Linked DNA regions of Sus scrofa: regions 1 and 2 are each linked to region 3. The links are chromatin contacts, called in public Hi-C maps. All regions are on one chromosome and are shown on one strand. The core of a region is the stretch at or near the end of the contact, and the rest is flanking DNA. Distances in the headings are between cores, read along the strand shown. Region 1 has its middle 210 kb from the start of KYNU. Region 2 has its middle 180 kb from the start of KYNU. Region 3 overlaps KYNU (kynureninase).

Region 1 (2,700 bases), core at 54-2,553, 290 kb after region 3:
CTCCTTAAAGTTGAAGATACAAACTGCTATAAAGGAAGTAAAAGTACTAAAAAAATCATAGTAAAACCTGTTTAATGGGAATTGAGTAGAAGAGGAAATAAAGTACCTTCCATATTTTCCTTTCTTTGTAGGGATATAAAGAAGTAAAAGTACTTTTAAAGTCTTATTTTCTTTGTGGTAGGGATAGAGTATGAGAGAGAGAGTTGCTATGGAGAAATTGTTGGTGACTTTTTTACATTGGCTGAAGATGTATGTTTTGTCAGGAGTGTTAGTTAAAGAAATGTATTCACCACTGGAAAGCAATCAAGCCAAATCTAATAGTAGTTAGAGCAAATGTGAATAGTAACATTTGTTTTGAATGGAGGGCCCTACCTGGCTTCCTGTGTTATCTGCATATCCATTTTAAAAAAGGAAGAGAAAGTGAAATCGGAATTCTAATAAACTCACTCAGATAAATTTTGGGGAGCTATTCTAACTTAGGTCCTAAAGGAGGAATATTTGTCAAGATATTTCACAGAGTTTTCTGCCCCTTATTTCACTTAAAAATCCTCCTAAAAACAAGTTCTTTCTGTACCATAGATACTATTTAAAGATAGGAAATTCAAGAACAACAACAACAAAATTTAATTTTCCTTTCAAAAAGTTAATTCCTAAACAAGAATCTCACTCTTACTTTAGAAAAGGATCACTAATGTCCCTTCCCGAATAGAAAAAAAAAGGAAAGCTCATGTTTTGTTTTTACAATAAAGACAATGAAAAATCATTGTAGAAAGAATTTTAGCCAAATTTGTATGACTGAAGTAGAAATGTTTCAGTAGATTCCATTTAACTACATTATTAACTCAATAACATTTTATTGAGTGACAATTTTGTGCACAGCACTGCAATTATGATTTTAATGGAGGAAACAGTGATGAAAGAGATAATCTTTCCCTTTAAGAAAGGGGACACACACACACACTCACTCACTAACACACTGTAATTCTATCAAATAGGTGCTAGAAACACTGGTGACTAACTGCAAGTTTTTTTAGTAAGTAGGTTAGTAAAGTCTTCAGAGTGGAAAAACCACTTTGAGAAGAAATTGAAGGATGAGAAAGAATATTCTCTGGAGTCTACCATGGGAAGAGCATCTATGAAACCACAGAAGTAGGAATCAGCTTGAGGACACTGACTATTATTACACTGTGTACAGAGCTGATAGAGGGTTAAAAGAGAAAACCCAGATGAAATGTTAAAGAGGAGGTAGAAGCTTGACTCTGCCTTAGGTTTTTGCTGAAGGTTTGTTCTTTCTCCTGTAGGCAGTGGAGAAACATTGTTAAACATTAATCAAGATCTTCCTTATTTAGACCTATGACTTACTCCAAGGTTCTAACTGTTGTTTAACTATTATGGTAAAACATTAACTCTTTTTAACAAAACATTTTAGTAGTTAATATTGATTTTAACCAAAATAAAAAAATGAATTGATCTAAAAAGTCTAAATTGTTGAGTTTGATGTTTGTTCTAATAAAAAGTTTTTGAAAGAATACATGTTCTAGTAGCAGTGGACTCAATTTTTAAGCCCCTCTCACTTCTGGAAATAATGCCAAGAGGAAGGAAAACATGTATGATGTAGTTTATTTCATCAGTCTAAGGCCCATTTATTTATATATTATAATATCTCCAAAATCAGAATGTGCCTTACAGTCAATATCAGTTTGATCTTTAATCTCAGATTTGTGTTTTTCCTTTCACCACTATGTAAAGTAACAATGAATCCTCTCAGATTTAGAGGAGTTGCTGTATTTGGCAAGCAATAATAAAGAATTTAACCTCTGCATGAGTTCCCGTCGTGGCTCAGTGGTTAACGAATCCGACTAGAAACCATGAGGTTGCGGGTTCGATCCCTCGCCTTGCTCAGTGGTTTAGGGATCTGGCATTGCCGTGAGCTGTGCTATAGCTTGCACACGCGGCTCACATCCCCGCATTGCTGTGGCTGTGGCGTAGGCCGGTGGCTACAGCTCTGATTCGACCCCTAGCCTGGGAACCTCCATATGCCGCGGGAGCGGGCCAAGAAATGGCAAAAAGACAAAAAAAAAAAATTAACCTCTACAATTAGGAACAAAGTTTTGTCTCAAATATAGTTTCTAAAATTTGGTTGGAGAGTGTATAGTCTGCTGTTAACAACTCTACAATTCTGATTTCTTATATTTTTATAAACAGAATAATTGTATATTATTCACATATGCTAGCTAAAAATTCAGAAAGACTCATAATTTTATGTTATGTAATTTGAGAGAAACATAAAATTGAATCAAGACATAATTCTCAAAATTAAATATGGGGATAAGACTACAGAGGGAGAAATGCATAAGTTTGATATTTTCACTCCAATATCCAGAAATTTTGGTTTTATTCTGATAAATTTTATAATATAAAATCAATTCAGAATGTTCAAGCTCTGTTACTGCTGGGTTTAAGAAATGTAATACATCATTGCAAAATTGCAAGTTATTAATATCTTTTAGTTGACAATTTCACTGCATATTCATACCTCATGAACTGATAAATGGTTCATCAGCTTACAAATGTCTCACTTTTTGTGTAAAGTCTATTTATCAGAGGGTTAGAAAATAAGAAGCAATATGAAAAAACTAGTTTAAATATTTCAGTAGAATTAAAATAAACCTAAAGTTAACATTTATGTTTATGTGCACA
Region 2 (2,744 bases), core at 76-2,575, 260 kb after region 3:
CATGGACTTGGAGAATAGACTTGTGGTTGCCAAGGGGGAGGAGGAGGGAGTGGGGTGGATTGGGAGCTTGGGGTTAATGGATACAAACTATTGCCTTTGGAATGAATTAACAATGAGATCCTGCTGTGTAGCACTGGGAACTATGTCTAGTCAGTTATGATGGAGCATGATAATGTGTGAAAATAGAATGTGTACATGTATATGTAACTAGGTCACCATGCTGTACTGTAGAAAGAAATTGTATTGTGAAGATATCTATTAAAAAATATTAATAATGGGGGTCATATACTATTTTCAGAGTTAAAGCTACATTTTTACCACGTCCAAGTTCATAGGAAAGACTTCTGGTCAGCATCATTTTTTCCATAGCCTGAGTATTTATTGGAAGCAAAGTCTCTTAAGAGGTGACAGCTCCAGTATTTGGATTAATAATGATAAAGACCAACCTCTACACTTTCTTATCAACTAGAAAATTAGCTATTATCAGCCCTAAATGTTGGGCTAACTTCTGTGATTTTTGCCTCTCTTTTGAGTTTCAAGATGTCTAATTCCCTACTACCTTATTAGCTATTTAGTGTTTGATCATCTTTATATTTTGTATTACCTTTTAGAATTTCTAAAGTGGTGGAGGATTGGTCCAAATATCAAAATTGCCATTAGCAAAGTTGAAGTCTGCTGCAGCCATTAGTGAGCCTTTCTCTGAGCTTACTTGCTTCCTCAATACTTCCATTCTTGTTATTTGTTATTCGTCCTACCATGTTGATAATTAAGAGGGTAGTCTTCAAAATTGCAACTTTTTAGCAATGATTTCATCAAAATCTCCAGTTTTCAATCATGTCCCCTTTTTCTTCCTCTTTTGTTATTTTCTGCTTCTTTCATTGGCTACCTTTGTTGTCAGAACTCGGCCTCTATCCACCGGTGCTGAATAGAAGACAGAGTTTTGGGTGAGGGAGAAAAAATAGCTTTTATTGCTTTGCCAGGCAAAGGAGGCCACAGAAGGCTAATGCCTTAAAAACTGTAGCCTCCATTGGAAAGAATTACAGGGAGTTTTATGGTAAAGGGGAGAAAAATAGGCTCTCAGATAGGAACACAGATTGGGGCAAACATGCATTCTTCTTTCTTTGGGGGAGCTTTCGTCATCAAAGCTGGCACTGGGAGATCTTGGCATGATCACGATGGTGATCTTTTGGGTTATTGCCTAGAATAACAGTATTTGTGAAAAAGGTGTATTGACTGGAGATTAGAACAAACTAGGAAAGTTCCTGAAAAACATCATGTGCTAATAATCTTTAACCCACAGGCAACTGTGCTCAGCTGCCTAATCTTTAACTTATGGGTAATTATGTTTAGGGTGTAATTAAGCCAGGGAGAAGCACAAGGAAGGACCCTAAGCTGTTCAAGGTTAAAATATTCATTTCTAAAAGAAGCATAAGGAATATAATTTTTAGGTGTTTAAGATGTCTACATTATTATGTGTTTGCATCACTTGAGAGAGAACCAAGATCCTGTTCCAAGGCTGTACTATTTATTGTTTCTTGACTATTCCTACCTTGTCTTTGTATCCCCTTCCTTTCCTGATCAGTGACTGTCTGAACCTGCCCCTTGGAACTCAGAGAAGGTCATGGAGACTGAATGAGGTGCATTTCCTGAAAATAAGAAATAGGGAACACTGCAAGTCTTTTTGTTCCCAGGAGCCCCACAGGGCCCCACTAAGTTACATGTAGAATAGCACAGTGTTTATGGTTAAAATTTAACATGTAGCCTTTAACATGTAGAATAGCACAGTGTTAATGGTTAAAATTTAATACAGTTGTTTTGACTGCAAGGTTATTTGAGGAGGGAGGAAAAAGAATAAAATACCCTGGAAAGAAAGGTGAATTTGAAAAGTAGGTTATCTCAGAGAATTACAGATCATTTTAAAATACATTTTTAAAATACATTCCATGTGGGAACACCCAGGATGGAATTGCTTTATGATTTACACAGAGAAATATAAGGAATCTGTACCCTAGGCATTACATATGAGATGATTAGACATTGGATTTAGGAATTTGGGCTGTTAGGAAGAAAATCTGGAATGTCTGGCTCGTAAGAAATTTGTACTCATCTTAACATGTATTTCTTCCCACTGCGTCTGTCCATCTTCTGTCCTATTATAAGGGCACTACACATTGGATTTACGGTCCATCCTAGTGAAGTATGACCTCATTTTTAATTAATCACATTTGCAAAGACCCTGTTTCTAAATATAATCACATTCTAAGGTTCCAGGGGGCATAAATTTTGGGGAGACACTAACCTGCTACAATTATTATATATATATGTTTGTGTCTATTTCATATACATACATATAAACATGTATATTTCACACACATTAATGGCAATATTAGAAGTGATACAGTCCAAGTAGACATGATAAAAAATGACACCTTTGAAAATATAGTGAATTTTGAGAAATGCACGCAGTTATACATGGCAATACAAGGAATGTTTGGTAAGAAGTGAAATTAGGGAGGAATTCAAGAGCCAAATCATGCCATATCTTCTACACTTAATAGACAAACAGACCATATTTCTCTGGACAATAAGTAGTCGCTGAAGAGTTTTAAGCTGGATAAGGGCAATATAAAATGATTTAATTTGGAGTTCCTTTTGTGACTCAGCAGTTAACAAACCTAACTCGGATCCATGAAGATGCCTGTTCGATCCCTGGCCTTGCTCAGTGGGTTAAGGATCTGGCGTTG
Region 3 (2,700 bases), core at 73-2,572:
AAAACATTAAGCTAGAGACGATAGGGATTCTTTCTCTATAAGATGTGTTAAGATAACTATACATGAACATGAATTTTTAAAAAAATGATCATTAAATGATAGTTCACTTTGCACATGTCTTCTGAATTCTGTTGTTAGCTTATTAAGAGCATACATAATCACATTCTAAAAACTGAAGACATCCTGCAACTTTGAAGAAATACATCTATAGATTGAGGTTTTTGAGGTAAATGATTTCAGAGGGACCAATTTTATATTGCTCTAACACCTCTTAAGAATAAATAATCCCAACAGCTATTACAGGTATTTTCCTGAGAATAGAGGGTGTGAACTATGACCTGTTTTTAATGATTGAAGTTATACTTGATCACAACCAGTTTCATCCAGTCTTATTTGTTTAAATAGTGTCTGTGGCTGCTTTGGCAAGCACAAGTGAATCATTGCAACAGAGATCACATAAATGAAAAAGTCTAAAGTATTTACTAATTTTCCCATTACGAAAAACACTGTCTGACCTCTAACCTATAGCATTGATTACCATAGCAGAAACAATATATTGGAGACTCGGTTAATTAGAAACCTTACTCATTTTAATGTGGTCACAATTAGAATTTGATAAAATAAAAGGTGCTTACAGGTGTTTTGTTTCTCAAACACAAAAAATGAGCAACACATTTTGTAAAAATTATGATAGATCCTTTATGCTATGTAAGTTTTTGGAGCAACTGGAAGGAAAATACAATTAATCTCTATCAAGATTTAGAGGTTATTAAAACCTAGGTATGCAAACTAATATTTAGGTTCAGTAAATATATACAGATACACACACAAATTGAATTTTAAGATGCACTTTTAATACTGAAACTAAGTTTTGGGGAAAATGGTTCTGAACTTAAAATTCTGTTTTTTCTCACCAACACTTCTATTTAAAGTGATTTTTTTAACCACGAGATATTTACAAGTTAACTTTTTATAGGCAGGTTTTTACAACTTAACTTTTCTTAGAAAACTCAAGGACTAAAAAGGCCACACTTTTATTTTATCATCAGTTATTTATAAAGAATGGCACAATGAAGAAACCATGAAACTTCACTTACTTCATCCTGTTATTAAAAGCCCTGTGGTCACATCTGTGGCACCATATGAAAAAATCACCTGCGGCTCAAACAATACGTTTTAATGGAGGTACAATTTTTTCCGCATGGATGGCAGAGAACATAAATTATTAAAATGTAACTGTTTTGAGAAAATGACCTTAAGATACAAACTTGAATGAGATCACAAAGTGATTTTATAAAAGTTTCACTAGATGGCAGCATCTTAAAAACAAAACAATTGTGTGTGTGTGTGTATCTGTGTCACTTTGCTGTACAGTAGAAATTGACAGGACATTGTAAACTCACTATAATGGAAAAAACAAAAATCATTTAAAAAAACCCAAAACTATTAGTTCTCCAAAACCTCTGTATAGCCATCAGTTTTTTCATTATTTTACCAATAAAAATAGGTAAAACAGTATGAGTATGTGAAAACATAAACTGCATGCTTGAGTGCACACTTTATGCAATTTAAAAAATAGAAGTAAAATATTTTTGAACAGATTTTTATTAAAATTAACCACAGTTTTGAACGCTTTTATTGATAAAACTACATACAAGCATAGCACCTTGTCACCCACCTCTTATACTCAATCCCCAAACTATGGCAGCAGTTTTCCAACCTTTCTGACTACTTCTAGCCTACCTTCTTCCAATGAACTTTCTAAATCGTACATTTGATTATAAACTGTGCCCCTTCAAAGATCCTTCCATTAACTTCAGAATGTAACTAATTTTCCTAGGCATGACTTTTACACACCTTTATGATCTAGTTCTTTATGGCTTTCCTGTCTCAGGTGCCCTACACCCAACTCCTCTATTTACATAAACCTCATTTGCCTGGTAGCTCATATTTTGATCACAAGATTACTTCCTTGGGAAGATTCCAAACTCTCTGTTTTCTTTCTCACCTTATAGCCCTGGTTGCATAAATTTCCTGTAGCAATGTTTCAGTTTACTGTCCTCTACTATTACATAATATGAACTCAATGTTGAATAAATGAATGAATGAACAAATAATGAAGTCATGCAATTGTCAATAAATACTCTGTAAACTGAAGTTAAATGGTGAAAGAGTATTATTTGAGATCCTTTATTTCTGTTGCATTATTGCATAAACAGTTTATTCAGACTTGGCATCTTTTGAAATGATGTTCCTTGAACAGTCAATAATAGTTTAAAATATATTTAAAATCCCTTTCAATAAAACAAGGAATGCCCTGTGTTTTTGTCTTTGCCATATGCCCTAGCACAATACTGAAAATGTTTCTAACCAGTGGAATAATAGTATACATAGGGCTGTGCTGAGCTTTTCAGGTGAAGCGCTAGCTCACTATCTCTCAAATTTAGTTCATCTTTTGTTAATTAAAATGAAACATGGAATATTACAGCTTAATTTTTTCCCTTGTAGCACTGCAGTCCTGATAACTTTATATATTCACATTATAACACAATGGCTTTTTAAAAAATTATTTCCCCAATACATTTTTTTTCTACGGTACAGCATGGTGACCCAGCAACACATACATGTATACATTCTTTTTTCTCACATTGTCATGCTCCATCATAAGTGACTAGACATAGTTCCCAGTGCTACACAGCA

What was found. Hi-C and Micro-C count contacts between places; a contact is called where the count stands out from the background.
Region 1: a Hi-C map of liver shows a contact between it and region 3, with 2.4 times the contacts expected there. The contact joins two enhancer-like sites. A contact is called at or near these places in 1 of 5 promoter capture datasets (liver) and 3 of 47 Hi-C or Micro-C datasets (liver and skeletal muscle).
Region 2: a contact with region 3 is called in a Hi-C map of liver, with 2.3 times the contacts expected there. The contact joins two enhancer-like sites. A contact is called at or near these places in 1 of 5 promoter capture datasets (liver) and 3 of 47 Hi-C or Micro-C datasets (liver and skeletal muscle).

What each region holds. Positions count from the first base shown.
Region 1 is chr15:9,188,533-9,191,232 of Sscrofa11.1, forward strand. No RefSeq gene overlaps it. Among named protein-coding and RNA genes, the nearest start is that of KYNU, 210 kb to the left of the region's middle. Within about 2 kb of position 1,304, at least 10 of the 83 cell types and tissues checked have an H3K27ac peak or open chromatin away from gene starts, as enhancers often do. A contact at or near this core is called in liver, where this site is marked.
Region 2 is chr15:9,161,111-9,163,854 of Sscrofa11.1, forward strand. No RefSeq gene overlaps it. Among named protein-coding and RNA genes, the nearest start is that of KYNU, 180 kb to the left of the region's middle. Within about 2 kb of position 1,326, at least 9 of the 83 cell types and tissues checked have an H3K27ac peak or open chromatin away from gene starts, as enhancers often do. A contact at or near this core is called in liver, where this site is marked.
Region 3 is chr15:8,897,284-8,899,983 of Sscrofa11.1, forward strand. The region is part of intron 8 of KYNU (kynureninase); the gene reads right to left. Among named protein-coding and RNA genes, the nearest start is that of KYNU, 84 kb to the right of the region's middle. Within about 2 kb of position 1,323, at least 2 of the 83 cell types and tissues checked have an H3K27ac peak or open chromatin away from gene starts, as enhancers often do. A contact at or near this core is called in liver, where this site is marked.